2 separate regions of the Anas platyrhynchos genome follow, and region 2 is linked to region 1. A link is a contact called in public Hi-C data. All regions are on one chromosome and are shown on one strand. Each heading gives the region's core, a stretch centred on a gene start, on an enhancer-like site or on the middle of the called end of the contact. The rest is flanking DNA. Distances are from core to core; before and after follow the strand shown.

Evidence for each region. A called contact is a pair of places that touch in the nucleus more often than the background predicts.
Region 2: a contact with region 1 is called in a Hi-C map of small yellow follicle, with 4 times the contacts expected there. The contact joins the enhancer-like site here to the promoter of LOC110352716 in region 1. A contact is called at or near these places in 5 of 8 Hi-C or Micro-C datasets (liver, skeletal muscle, small yellow follicle and 1 more).

What each region holds. Positions count from the first base shown.
Region 1 is chr4:15,034,419-15,038,744 of IASCAAS_PekinDuck_T2T, reverse strand. It overlaps LOC110352716, which reads left to right and starts at 2,080. Exons shown (of 33, transcript XM_027456780.3): 1 at 2,080-2,222; 2 at 2,363-2,482; 3 at 2,659-2,778; 4 at 2,866-3,093; 5 at 3,288-3,401; 6 at 3,476-3,595; 7 at 3,855-3,980; 8 at 4,069-4,275. The coding sequence starts at 2,147.
Region 2 is chr4:15,076,456-15,080,781 of IASCAAS_PekinDuck_T2T, reverse strand. No RefSeq gene overlaps it. Among named protein-coding and RNA genes, the nearest start is that of ERI1, 14 kb to the left of the region's middle. Within about 2 kb of position 2,286, at least 2 of the 8 cell types and tissues checked have an H3K27ac peak or open chromatin away from gene starts, as enhancers often do. A contact at or near this core is called in small yellow follicle, where this site is marked.

The sequences.
Region 1 (4,326 bases), core at 831-3,330:
TGCACGTAGCTTGCAATATCATGTCCAGGGTAAACCGAAACTGATCTCATGGGCACACCCAGCAGGAGACATCTCAGTGGAGCAAGGTGTCAGAGGTCTGGAAGCAATCCTTCATCGCCCGTGCAGGTGTGTGAATCTCCATATGGACACACCTATATGTGTGTGTAACCAGGTCCAAATGTCCAACAGAGAAACCTTCGTGCCTGAGATGCTGGGGAGATATTTCTGCCCTGTAGGCATGAGCTGGCAATGATTTTTCTCCCCTCTCCTGAGGTGAAAGGACTAAAAAAAAACTGGAGAGGAAGGGCAAGAACCACAGGTGAGCTGTGGGGAGGCTGCAAGGCATGGCGTGGGCTGTGCTTCACTTCTCCAACCTCCCTGGGTCTCGCAGCTCGCTCACAGAGCCGGGGAGGAGCAGGTTGACAAAACGGGGCCATCCTGCAGCCTTCTGCTGCTCCCCAGTGGCCGCGTGGAGAAGGCTTCACAGGAGACTATAAAGCCCTGGAGAGGTTGAAGGGGCTGCAGCATCTCTAAGTAGAGGACCTGATATCCTTTCTCACCAGCTCCACACCTCACAGATAATTTTCACAGGGCCTGGGAAGAGCAGGACGGCAGAAATATGGGAGAGATGCGCTCCAAGGCTTGGAGTTCTCAGAAAATAAGCAAATATTTTCAGGTCTGTTGGGCACCAACCAGTGCTTTCTGGGTTTATTCTTGCAAAATCACTGAAGAGGTAAAAAAAAAATCTCAGTTTCTGTATTCAGGCAATTCACCTGCTTGTTAAAAATGGTTTTGCTGCAGTTTGCTTTGGGATCCTTTCTCAAAACAGAGAGAGGCAGTGCCTGCTAAGGGACGAAAGCAGGAAAATGACAACTGAAGGACAAGGTCTCCAGTTGTTTCCTATCCCTCTGGGCACAGCCCTACAGGTGTCAGGGTGGTGGTCAGTGTAGAAGTAGGGTGAAATTGGGAAAGCACAGGAAGTGGAACATGCTGGTCCCTGATAAGAAAACTGCCTAGGGTGAGAGGTGATGGCTGACCCACATAGATGTGGGTAACTTGAAAAAAGGTGATGCAGGCATGGAAAACAGCACGCTGAGAGCTTAAACGATAAAGGGATGGAGTTTCCTTGCTGAGGCGCTAACCTCCATTGAGATTCAGCGCGAAAATCTCCATCTGGGAGTGCTGCGAGGGGCAACGCTGAAGAAAGGCTGCTATACCAGTGTCATCAGGCCACAGCTTAAAATGGAAGAAAGGGCATCTTGTGATTGCAATCAACACAGCCAAGGAAAATAAAAGATAAATTTCGAGTTATGAAAGTTGATAGATGGAAAAGGTGAAAAAACTTACAGCCCTTTCCCACAGGATTTTTAATATGTGACCAAAATGACTACTTCTGTTGTCAGAAACTGACAGGCAATGTATGTGCCGCGTATTAATCTCTTCTTCTCTGGGTCTTCCCGATCACAGCTTGTGCAGATAAGGGAAGGAAACAAAAGAGGGGGATATGGTTTGAAATAATTTTCATTTTGCAAGCTGAAGAAGGGGGTGTTAGCTCCTCTCCCTCACCTCACGCCCCTGCTTTGGGGATGCTCCTCACCCAGCTCCCTGCTCCTGAGACCTGCACACCCCTGTTCCCTTGGAGGTGCTGTGAGTGCCTGGCACGCTCGGAGCACCGCACCCTGGCACCAAGGGTGCCTCTGCCTGCGTTTTGGGCACCTCCCCTGTGCCGCACGATGCCCAGGCTGCCCCATCACCAAACGGTGATGAGCACCCAGCCGAGATGCCCACCCCAGAGCCTGTCCCGTGCTGGCAGGTGCCTTTTGCCCAGCTTCACGGAGCCGATCCAGGAGCGATCCCTGCGCCCTGCGCTGCGCTCGGGGCGGCGGCGAGCGCTTTCCCAGGCTGCCGCAGGTGCCTTATCCCACCGGGGGGGCTGTCCCCCCCCTCCTCTCTCCTTGTTGTGCTTTAAACCCGTCCTCCCAAGGCCGAAGGGCCAGCGGCAGCCCGTGTTTTGGGTCTGCTCCCCGGCTCTCAAGGTTTTTCCCCGGCCCCCCCCCGCCGCCCGGCCCCTCCATAAAGGCGGCTGCGGTCGCCGCGGGGCCGTCGCGCTGCCCCCGCCGGCCCGGAGCCCCCGGAGCCCCCCACCATGGGCCGCCCCCCGCCGCTCCGCCTCCTCCTCATCCTCGCCGCCCTCCTGCCGCCCCCCGGGGCCCGCCGAGCCCGTGAGATGGGGCTGGAGGGAGGGATAGAGGGAGGGGGCGGTGGGGATTGGGGTTGGGTTTGGGGGTCCCCATCCCGGGACGAGGTGGGGAAGGGGGGGGATGGCGCAGGGCTGAGCACCCCCCTCGCCTTCCTCCCGCAGCCCCCGGCGGCCCCCCGTGCGCTGCCACCCGGCAGGCAGCCTGCGGGGCTGGCTGCGGCCCCGTGCCCTGGCTGTGCGATGGAGAGAGGCAGTGTCCCAACGGGACGGACGAGATGTGTGGTGAGTGACGGTGGTGTTTTGGGGGGGGGTTTGGGGGGCACATCCTGCGCTGGGCAGCCTCTCAGGGCATGGGGATGCGTCCTGGAGCCTCCTCGGAGGATGCCAGGGCAGAGGGGACCATAGTGGTTGTTCCCAGAGCTGTGGGAGATCCCACTGACCGTGTGCTGTCCCCACAGATGCTCCCTGTGGCGGGGACCCCCACGCGTGGCAGTGTGACGACGGCCGCTGCGTTTCCAGCAGCTGGCGGTGCGACGGAGCTGCCGACTGCCCGGATGGCTCCGACGAGCAGGACTGCGGTAGGTGGGCCCCAGAGGGCTGAGAGGGGCCGAGAGGGGATTTTGTGGGGTGCAGGGTGACGTGTGAGCTTGGCTCCATCCCCACAGTGTGTGGGGCGAAGAAGCTGCAGTGTCCCGGCACTCACCACTGCATCCCGCACTGGGAGCTGTGCGACCGGCACCAGGACTGCGAGGACGGCTGGGACGAGGAGGGCTGTCCCCTGCAGCCCTGCCTGCCCGGGCAGTGGCAGTGCAGGAACAGGGTGTGCATCGCGGCCGAGTGGAAGTGCAACGGGGTCGACGACTGCGGCGATTCCTCGGACGAAGACGTCTGTGGTAAGTGGGCACGCGAGATGCTCCTTGGTGGGCTGAGACCTGCCTGAGGTACGTGTGAAGTTTTTTTTGGCTGTCCTGGATCCCAGCTCCCCTTGGGATGGTGGGAACCTGCAGACACTTTGTGGGACCTCCCCACAAGTCAGGGACCCACAGCATCTCCCGTGCCCTCCTGACATGAGCTGTGTGTGCCGCAGCCCCCTGCCCGGCCGGCATGGTGAGGTGCGACGAGGGGAAGTGCATCCTGGAGTCCCTGATGTGCAACGATGAGGATGACTGCCTGGACGGCACCGATGAGCCCAGCACGTGCGGTGAGCAGGCGTGGGGCCGGGAGAGCTGCAGAAGCAGCCCTGATTTATTTCACCCCTCCGCTGCCTCCCTGCAGGGCGGAGCTGCTTTGTGCGCAACGGGGGCTGCGCGGAGACGTGTGCTGACACCCACTGGGGCGTGCAGTGCTCCTGCGGGGCCGGCTGGGTGCTGCAGAGCGACGGGCAGAGCTGTGCTGGTAAGGAGGGGTTGGGGTGTGAACACTTTGGCTTTGCCGGAGCCAGCGTTCGTGCAGGAGCACCCACTTCAGCCCTGCTCCTGCCCACGTCTCCTACCTGGCCCCGAGAAGCTGCGTGCAGCTCGTGTCCCTGCTGTCACCGATGGGTTTGGGGTCTGGGGGCTGTCTCGGTGGTCCCTTGTGGCCAGGGGCTGGTGGTGCTGCCTGAAGGGAGCCATGCAGCCGTGCCGTGGGCTCCCAGCAGCTGCTGTCGCTGCAGATGTAGACGAGTGCTCCTTGGAGTACAGCCCCTGCAGCCAGCTGTGCCGGAACACGCCGGGATCTTTCAGCTGCTCCTGCCTCCAGGGCTACACGCTGCGCCACGGCACCATCTGCGAGGTGGCAGGTAGGGTGTGCTGGGCTGCCCTGCCCGCCCCAGGCAGCGCCCCGAGTCCTGTCCCATCCCCATCCACCTGCTGACACCGTCCCGGCAGACAACTCCACGCAGCTCCTGGTGGCCGTCGGGGAGGACCTGGCTCTTCTGGACGTGCGGACCCAGGCGTACCGACCCCTGCTCTCCACCGAGACCGAGCCCCGTGCCCTGGTGTACGACCTGCTCCGGGAAACCTACTACTGGCTGACGGAAGAGGGTGAACTCTGCGCCCACCACCCGGGGAAGGGAGCACGGCTTCTCTACGCAGGTGCAGAGACACAAAGGTGGTGGGGCTGAGAGCTGGCCTGCCACCCCGGCC
Region 2 (4,326 bases), core at 1,037-3,536, 42 kb before region 1:
GAAATTGTAGGTCTTAGCTGTGGGGGGCAGGTGTCAGGACACACAGGTAATAGCTGGAGCCTTTGGGAATGGGCTGGATGTGGGGAACACCGCCCTGCTGCAGTAGGTGCCTTGGGCTTGGCTGTGGCCTAGCTGAAGAGTTGTAACAGGGAGCCAGCTGGCGCTTCGTTTTAGAAGTCCTTCCTGCTTCGTGGGTTAATGATCTGCAAATAGAGACACTGCCAGGACTCTGGAGGATGAGAAGTTACTTCTCTGTTGGGCTCCTCCTGGTTTGGTCTGTGTATTTGCAGCCTCTGATGCTGGCTGACTGCTTTTGCCCCGGAGTTCTTCAGGCGAGGGGTTTGTGCTTGGGGAGAAAAGCCTGAAGTAGCTTTGTGAAAGTGCTCCTTAAATTAGAGGAGCGTGATGGCATTGCACTTAGGAAAGGCTTTTCCAAATGAGTAAGGAGAGCCTCGGAAGCCTCTCTATGGCAGAGGTGACCCGTGGGTGTGTTCTGCTTTCAGATGGGATTGCCGGGCCCAGGCAGCTCCTCTGCAGCCAGCTAGTTCGGGGGTGCCCCATGGGCAGTCCTGCCCTGCTCCTGCTATCTTAACCCCTGCAAGTGGACAACTATTCTCCCCCCTGTTCACATAAACCAGGCTTTCATCTTCTGCACAGCCTTGTCCTTCCCTTGCACCCATCTGTGCTGTGCTATCCTGTGCAAGTCTTAGCGTGGGTCACCAAACAGCAGTGAAATATCCCTGTCACAGCACACCCCAGCAGGAGGAATCACTTGTTCAGACTGTATCTAGGAATCCCATTGCCAGAATAAATGCTGTTGCACAGATGAATAGTGATTTTTGCCTACTATCCTGTCTAAGTGCTTGCTATTTTTGTAGTTATTGTTATTTTTTCCATTTGAAAAATTTGTGGTAGTAATGATCTTGTGCTGGTAAAATCCTTGCAGATGATTCTGACCTCCTTTACGTTTCTGGTTATAACTATGTGGATTTTTAAAGAGTGCACCCAGCCAAGTGGACCTCTGTGAGCCAGAGATGTCCCAATAAGCCGGGATTGCCTCATCAGCGCTTACATTCAGCTTCGGGACGGTGTGCTGGCTCCGGACAGCAGCCTGGCCAAGAAGCGTGACACACCTTTACAGGCAGCTAAACGCCTAGCAAACAGGATGCTTGGGTGCTGCTTATTTTTACTGATGGCTGCAAACAGCATGTTTCGAAGTCTCCCTTCTGTGGAATGTCCCTTTTTTAAATTTCACACTATTTCGTAGTTTAAATTGATAAGTAGTTGAACTGTGTGTGCTCTGACCAGGATAAAAACACTTCATATGGAATTTATGGTCCAGCACAGCAGCCAGCTTTCTGAGACTGAGAAAGCCACCTTCTCCTTACTTAAACACTACTGGACATCTTGTATTAATTTACGTTTATGCAGATATGGAAGAAGATGACAGGGACCTAAAAAGAGGGGAGAACTTTGACAACAGGATTTTTGGGATGCCTGATGCCTTGTACAAGAGGGTGTTATAGCTTAACTATAACTCAGTTAAAAAGAAATTTTCCATGCATTTCTGGCCGCAGATAAATTTGTTGGACCTGCTTTACTCTTCAGAGAACCCTGCTTCTCGATAATGACAGAGGGCTGTTCTTTCCTACTAACACAGCTTCTTGCTATGCATTAGTCTGGAAAGCCAGGCTGTGTTCTGCTGGGAATAAAACCACAAAGCAGGTCACCCACCACACTTGGCAGCCCTCAGTAAACAGCCAGCCCTGCAGATAAGGGGAATTTGTTTGAGATGAGAATACCAGGTGGAGCGTGGCTGTAAAAGAAATCGAGCAACCTTTAGGGAATCGATCTGGTGCCTGCTGGCATGGCTGAGAACTTTGGAAATGTTTTCTTTCAGCTGTGCATTTGCTTCGTTTCCCTTGCTAATCTGCCAAGGCCACGCTGGCATGTTTCTCCTCCAGACCTTCCTCAGTCTCTTCAGATCTGCTGCGTGGGGGCTAGCAGAGGAATGCTTTACGAGATTGAGTGAGTAAGCCCATTCACGTGCCTTTTTTTCTGACAGATTGTCATTAGCCTTCAGGTATGGAAAACTTCTGTTCTTGCTTTGGCCTTGAAAGAGGGAAAAAAAAACATCTATAACTTTTTTAAAACATTTTGAAAGCTGGCTATTTGAAGGATTGGGGAAAGAAATTATCTACACATATAATTTCAGGGGGATTTGGAAACTGGAAATGCTGTAGAAAAAACTGAGGTACTGAGTATGTGTGCTTTGGTGCTGCTGAGTACAGCAGCGTGTGATAAATGACAGACCAAGTAAGGAGCAGGATGTTAGTGTGGTAGTTGTGTACAAAGCAAAGTAACTTCAGCATTTCAGAGAGCACAGCAGAGCTCTGGAGAACCTGTATCAGCCTTACCGGCTGCTTTTGGGGAGCAATACCAGCAGTGGTGCTGTTATTAGCACACAACAAGGTGGCACAGGTGGAGATAGTTTGGGCTGGGAGATGGTGTTCTTGCAAGCGTTGGTTGGATCAAGGCTTCCAAAATGAGTGATGCTCAGAAGATGCTCTTTTAAAATGCAAATGGAATCACTGCCACAGTTTAAGATTTAGCTCCCTTTCAGGCAGCAAACAGAAATGCCTTCTTCCTGCCCTTTACCCAAGAGTCCTGTCCACTGTGGTGGATACTGATTGACATTGACATGGGAAATTCTTTTTTAATTGTTTAATGGAGCAATTTGGCTGAGAGTAAATGAACAACGCTGCGCTTGGTTGATTCTGTCTGCATGTGAAACATTTCCATAGAAAATATTTCTGTGAGGATGTGGCAGCAAGCAGAAAAGGTCAAGACTTAGAGGTAATGAGGAGGTGAGAGAAGGCTGAGAAGGGAGATTGGAAGGGGAAACAGCACCACAAACAGGCTGTACAGACTAAAGAAGTGTGAGCTGTCTCAGATAAATACTGAGTGACGCTGCTCCCTTTGCAACTGATCCAGTACGTGTTGTTTTCTTCTGTGCATCTCCTGTCCATGAGGATGATATGTGGAATCTGGGATGCATTAATTATGTGCAGTGTATGATCTTTCTGACCACTGGTTCTCAAGGGCTGCAGCTGTTCCCTGTTTCCCTCCTAACTTTCTTGCTCACAACAGCATGTCCCTTCCACTTTTTAGATCCATGCTTATGCCATTGCTGAGGGTGATGATATGGAGGTACCTGCCTGCTCAGATGGGAGGATTTCATCAATTGCTGGAGCACCCTTTCTGTTTCTTTTTTTTTTTTTTTTTTTCTTTTTTTTTCTTTTCTTTTCACATGCATTTAAAATAGATCTGACTTACATCAGTGCCAGGAAATTTCCTGTCTAGTGACACACTCCAGGTGTTGGGACTGTGGGATACCACTTCTGATGAATTGGCATAACCTCTGTGCTGTTAAAGAAAATGCCAGAGGAACTCTGCATTCCTGAGATGGAGAACGGAGATGCTGATCCAGGCCACCTATGGCAGATGGTGCTGTGAATTAGAGAAGCCTCTTTCTGTGTATTTACAGAGGCAGAGCAAGAAGAGTATTTTCCATAATGTACAGCTGACTTTGCAGAAGTCTAACATATATTTTGTTCAGAGAAAGCCATTCTCTTATAGGAAGTCAAGTTACTTTAAGCACTCCGCTACCAACAAAGAGTTCCTTGAGGAACATCCAGAAAAAAATAGATCTCAGGTAAGGTTTGTGAGTATTTCAGGGAGATCTGGTGGGCAAGCATCATGTACAGATGGCCTGAAAAGTATCCAGCAAGAGCCATCCTTCCAGGCTCTGTGAACACAACATCATGCTCAAAGCATTGCAGAGGTCTCCAGTGTCCTGGTACAAAACAGGTTTGGTGATCCACTCTGCAGGCTGCAACCTCAAATGACAGGTATTGAAATAGAAAAGGAGTCCGTGATTCCTTCTAGACGTACTCTACAGAATCTCTCAAGGAAGCAAGATGAACTGTGTATTTTTGGGCAAATGAGGATCAAGTAGGAGGTTGTTTTGTCAAGGAAGAAGGATGCGTTTTGATTAGAAATGTTCCCTGCTTGCTGGGTTTTCCGTAGATATCTAGTTTTCACTCTAGTCCTATCTCCAGTTCCACTTTATTTCTTCTTGCTCAGAAGTTAGCACAAACAACATACAATTCACCCTATCTTACGCTCCTTAAGTATGAGATCTGTAGGGCCTGCTATGGGAAAGATTTAGTTATCTAAACGTAGCTGTCTGGTCCTTACGGTACGTGAGCTGTCTGCACAACGCCTGCACATGCCGTGTGGGACCTGCAGGAGTCCTTCTGTGTC